Linked DNA regions of Mus musculus: region 1 is linked to region 2. Evidence: chromatin contacts called from public HiChIP or PLAC-seq data. All regions are on one chromosome and are shown on one strand. The core of a region is the stretch at or near the end of the contact, and the rest is flanking DNA. Distances in the headings are between cores, read along the strand shown.

The links. HiChIP or PLAC-seq counts read pairs in DNA pulled down with a chosen protein or histone mark.
Region 1: a contact with region 2 is called in an H3K27ac HiChIP or PLAC-seq map of embryonic stem cells, with 6 read pairs. The contact joins the promoter of Glipr2 here to the promoter of Rusc2 in region 2. A contact is called at or near these places in 3 of 115 datasets of contacts at active chromatin or transcription factors (bone marrow-derived dendritic cells, bone marrow-derived macrophages and embryonic stem cells).

What each region holds. Positions count from the first base shown.
Region 1 is chr4:43,956,194-43,958,979 of GRCm38.p6, forward strand. It overlaps Glipr2 (GLI pathogenesis-related 2), which reads left to right and starts at 1,509. Exons shown (of 5, transcript NM_027450.3): 1 at 1,509-1,580. The coding sequence starts at 1,568. It overlaps Gm30377 (a long non-coding RNA gene), which reads right to left. Exons shown (of 4, transcript XR_881223.2): 2 at 1,197-1,293; 3 at 19-190.
Region 2 is chr4:43,405,242-43,407,941 of GRCm38.p6, forward strand. Rusc2 (RUN and SH3 domain containing 2) reads left to right here and starts at 1,261. Exons shown (of 12, transcript NM_199057.3): 1 at 1,261-1,439.

The sequences.
Region 1 (2,786 bases), core at 259-2,758, 550 kb after region 2:
TCCAGCCTGCTCACTCACCTTCTGGTGACACTTCTGTACATGGTGTACGTATGCCTGATGCTTGTCCTCTGCACGCAGTAGGCGGTTCCTCTGTGCTCAGCTGTCTCCTTAGGGCCTTGCAGTTCTGGTTCCTCTGAAATAGCTTTCTAGAGATTCTAGGTGTGACAGGGACTTTTCCTGGGTCATTTGACTATTTCCATCGGAATTTGTCGGCAAAATGGAACAGAGAATTGAACAGAGTCAGAATCCCAACCCAGCACTAAAAGCTCGTTTAAGTCAGATGAGTACCAGTATCCACTCTACTCCTGCTTGGAAGTGCTAGGATGTGGGAAGTGTATTTGCTGGCCATGGAGAGAGGGAATGGCTGGGGGGTGGGCGTGGGCGGGCGTGCATTTAGCTCTGCGCTAACCTACTGGATACATCTGAGCTCCGTGCTGCAGGGTCTGGCCAGGTGTGGTGGTACAGACCTGACCTACAATGGGAGGTACACCGAGACTCCATCTGACAAACAATAACCTAAAAGTAAAATACATTTAAATTCATAGAAATAGGTACTGCTGGGGGTGTCTGTGGTCACAGCACTAGGGAGGTAGAAGCAGGAAGATCAGAACTTTAAAATCATTCTCGGCTATGTAGGGCACAAAGGTAAAGTCTCACTGTTTAGACCAGGCCAATCTTAACTCACAGAGATCTGCGTGCTTCTGTTTCCCAAGTGCTAAGAATAAAGGCATGAGCCACCATGTCTGGCCCAAATAAATGTATCTTTTAAATATATATGTATCCAGGGAGGGGGAGGCAAAGTGTCCTTGTAATCTGTGAATCATTAACTTTTTATGGTGAGAAAAATGTGTTTTGAATTAACCAGGGGGTCTCGGTTTAGATGACGCCAACATGTGGGGGTGCTGGATCCAAACTCAGGTGGGGAATTTGGGTTGGTCTCAAAGGCAGTGGGGTTCAAGAGGATAGGTCCAAGTCGGGCAGCGGCACCACCCTGGGGCGGTTGGAGTTGGAGGGCCGGAAAGTGTTCAGTTACAACCTGGGGATGCATAGCGGGACAGGGTCCTAAGAAGCTGCGATTGGAGCATGGTGTCACTGGGAAGGGGAAGCAGAACTTTGGGGATCTGGGAGGGGGTGGTGTTGCCAAAGACTGAGTCTGGGAGGTTACCGACCCCTGGTGGCGCCGGAGGGAACCGTACCTCACCAGGCCTTCTCCAGGCGTCGGTCGCGCGGGAACCGTGGGGAACTACAGGGAAGGCGTGGACGCCCCTAGGTCTTGCGCGCGCACTTGCTGCTCTAGGAGACAAGGCACGCTCAGAATCAGCATTCGTATCCACATCTGGACCGCCCTAGCCAGCGGCGGAATCCCACCCGGCCAAATGAATTCTAGGGGTGGCCCCCTGCGCCTCCGCCTGCAGCTGCCTTTGCCTTATAAGGCGGGGCCGGGCGGCGCCGGGGGAGTGGCTGTGGCCGCCCCTGCCCCTCCCGGCCCCGGCCAGCTGCTGGGACCCCGCTAGCCAGCGCAGCGCAACGCAGCCGCAGCGGAGCGGAGGAGCGCACACAGCAGGCCATGGGCAAATCAGGTGAGCCACCCATACGGCCCTCCGGGGAGCGGGGATGACGCCTAGACCCTCGCCGTCACCCTGCCCCATCTGGAGCATGATCCCCTGGGAGCCCCTGGAAAGTCCCTGTCACTCTCGCTGCAATGCGGGATCCCTGGGTGCGGGATGGAGAGCGCGCATAGCAAAGTTCCGAGGAGCGGCTGTTTCTGGTTCAACCAGGGGGTGGGGTGGGTGGCGCGGAGGTAGCGGTAAGAACACCGGCTAGGAGAGAAAGAATGAGGGGAATGAGATGGAGGGTCCCTTTGGCTGCGAGCCAGGGATTGCGTCAGCGAGGGTTTCTAAGCGCTGATGGGGATAGCTGAGCCTGCCTAGGCGTGGCTATGCTTTGTCCAGAGGAAGACAAAGTTACAGTGGGAAAAAGACACCAAACCGTGGCAGCATCCCAGGCTGCGAAGCAACTAGTCTGGTTCCACCCAACTAAAGGCAGCTCTGAGACTCCTTTTCGTCTCCTTCTCGCTCACCTCCTGAGGCCCCTCCGTGCCAGGCTGGGTGCTGTGCAGAGCTACTTCCCCTGTGATCTCTGCCCTGCTGCCGCCCACCCTCACTCCTGTGGCTGTAAAGTTTACGTTTCTGAAAAGCCGTTTTCCTGTCGCTCCTTGTTTTTGTCACCTTCCACCCCATTGTCGGCTCTCTGGCCACTGACAGCACCCCCTCTGCCACACAGCTGCGCTGGCTGGCAGGCAGGCACTCAGGTCCTTTCCCCTCCGTGTCCCGGTCCAGTCTTCACTACTCCCATCATCCAGCCTGAAACCCTTCCCATCCTTCTGTGTTCAACTCCTGTGATAGCAGGGGGTCCCATCCATAATCTCTCCCTCCTCCTTCAGAGGGACAGCCCACACCCTGTGTCATTTGTTGTCACTCCTGCATAGATAAGGGACAGGTGGGCAATAGATCTTCTTGCCTCAGTTTCCTCCCTCGTGGGCATCAAGGCTTCCTATTTATTAGAATATCATCCGTGCCTCATGGGAGGCTCTAAAGCAGAGGCTCTCGACTTTGCTGATGCTACAACCCTTTAATTCAGTCCCTCACCTTCTGGCGACCCGCCTTCCACCATAAAATTACATTGTTGCTACTTCATAACTGTAATTTTGATATTATGATTCGGAATATAAATACTATATGATGTGTGGCCCCCCGGGGGGGGCAGTCACCAACCCCAGGGGGTCG
Region 2 (2,700 bases), core at 11-2,510:
TTCAGAGCAAAACCAAATAAATGCGCATGACTCATTGGGAACCACAGCGCTCACCAGGAAGGTGGCTGGTTGGCTGGTTGGTTTTGTTTTGTTTTGTGGAGTTTTTGAGACAGGGTCTCTCTATGTAGTTCTGGCCACCCTAGAGTTCTCTATGTAGACCAGGCTGGCCTTCGACTCACAGACATCTGCTTGCCTCTACCTCCCAAGTGCTGGGATTAGAGGCATGTGCTGCCATGGTTGTCCTGAAAGCTGCTGTTTTGGAGGGTGGCATCAGTGAGCAGCGACAGATTCCACTTACACACCTGGCTCGTGTGTGGTCTGCTACTGCGCGGTTATCCTCACAGAATGGCCCAGAACTCGAGAGAGGAAGAGGCAGGTAGTTCAGAAGGTCCACAGTTGAAGCGAAGGCTCTAAGAACCCAGTCCCTTTCCTTTGCCTGCCTTCCTGTGGGAGAAGGAACTTTCCAGACTCTCTGCCTGGTTAAAGGGAATCGACTCCCTTACAACCCTGGTCGAACCCAAGTCCGCAAGAACCAAAAACTGATGTGACAGGCTCAGCTCCGCTTAAACTGTTAGACCCTCTGAAGAGCCGGGAGACCAGCTGAACCCTGGGTTAGGGAGGTGGCCTGCAGCCACCCAGACTTGGAGCATCAGAGCCACCTGCTCAGAGAAGCCCCCTGTGGCCCAGGGGCTTCCTTCAGAAGCCTACGCAGAGGGACCCTGGAAACCCAGCACTGAGATTGGGCCTTGTGAAAAATGCCGGTGTTGTTTAGCTGGTGGAATGCTGATCTGTCGCTGGGAATATTGTTTTGTTTAGTGTAGCCTCTGGGTGGGGCTTCCAAAATCTCCTTCCAGGATGACCCTCCACCCTAACCCAGCTGGAAACCTAACTAAAGAAAAAGCTGGGAAACACGCAGTCATTCACTGCCTGAGTGGGAGGAGTGTGTGTGGGGGGGTGCTTCTAGCCAAGGTCGGAAAGGAGCGGCCTGAGAAGGGAAGGAAGGAAGGAAGGAAGCGCCCAGGCTCTGCCCAGACTTCTTCCAACACTCAGGACCCAGGAGAAGCTAGGCTCGGCTCTCCCTGGGTTTTTATGCTGCTGTCTGGAAAGTCTCCGTCTTCCAGCACCTACTGCCCCCTGTGGCTGACTTCTCTCTCTACGCCCCTCCCCCAGACTAACAGGCCGAAGGGACCGACCTGGAACTGAGTGGCTGCACTGTGGGCTTGCCTGCTCCTTTCCCTCCCCATCCCTCCCCTTAGTAGCAACGTCACCGCAGCCCAGCCGCCGTGGCAGCAGCAGCAGCAAGAAGACAGGCTGAGATTGCGCAGCCTCCCTGCATTAGCTCGGGATGCCATTGTACTAACAGAAATCAGATCTCAGGGTATCAGCCCGGTCCCCCTTGTGCGATCTCGAGGACCAGTGATTCAGCTGCCATTGTCGAGGTAGGGCGCGACGGGCGTGCAAAAGGAACGGGAGCCACCAGGTCCAGCTCGAGGCTCCTTGCAGAGGAATGGCTCTGGGGTGGGGGGTGGGAGGTCACTGCTGGCAGAGGCCGGATCAGCATCAGCATCTGGGCTCTGGCTTCTGAAGGGTGGCTTTGTCTTTCGGAAAGGGAGAGTGACAGCAAGCGGAGACAAACTCATCTCTGCATGCATGCATGGGCCGGGCAAGAAAGAGGCTTGGGCTGATGCTATCTATCTGTGCTGTTTGGTCAAGAAACAAGATCCTTTTCTCTTCCTTCCTTCCTTCCTTCCTTCCTTCCTTCCTTCCTTCCTTCCTTCCTTTCTTTCTTTCTATCTGGGTATTTCTAATGAAGCTGCTGTAGCTGCAGCTTTCAAATCTGGACACAAAGGCTGAATGGGTGGAGACCCTTCTACAGCTCGTGGAAGTTTATGCTGAAAACCATGCAGGAATCTATGCATTCTTATCCAGAAGGTTGGGTGGCTTTTCCTCCCCACACATGCATACTTGTATGCACACAGACATATCCATTGTAGAAGCTGCCAGGCTCTGGGATTGGTTGCAGTAAGAATGAATGCAAATGCCCTACAGCGTATGGAGAGAGGGATGCTGAAGGCACCTGACCTCTTATGTTATACTCAGCCCTGCTCTACAGAGCAGCTTCCTAGCAGGAAGGGACCAAAGCACAAGCTAAACCAATGCCCCCTGATCCACCATACCGCCCTCTTCCCTTCGTCCTGCCCTAGAGAAGACTGTCAGCCCCACAGAGGCTCTCCGAAGGACCTCAGGTCAAGGTCAGATCACTAAAGTATAACAATGAATGCCTTTGCCTCCCTCCCTGCTAGCTCTGAAGAAACCAGAAAAGCAGCAACTAGGTACTGTGACCAACAGAGGGATGCTGTTGGGTGAACAAAGACAGGAAGCGGCCTTCTGGAGTTGTCTTGCCCGTAGGCAGACAGATCCTTAGCCCTGTTTCCACCATTCACCCGGTAGTCAACTTGGAGATTAGACGGGAGTTTTACAATGTGTGACTGGGCATTTCGGGAGTGTCCTGAGAGTAGGTTAGTTCCCAGCAAGCCAAGAACTGTGAACAGCACAGTGGAGCAAGGGGGAAGTGTCGTGAGAACCATGAATGGGCCAGGATGAGGCAGAAGCCTGAGAACTGGGGCCTGAAGGGCAGGAAACAGGATTGACCAATGTGAGAACATGGGACGAAAGGGGCCGCAGGTTCAGACTAGTTGA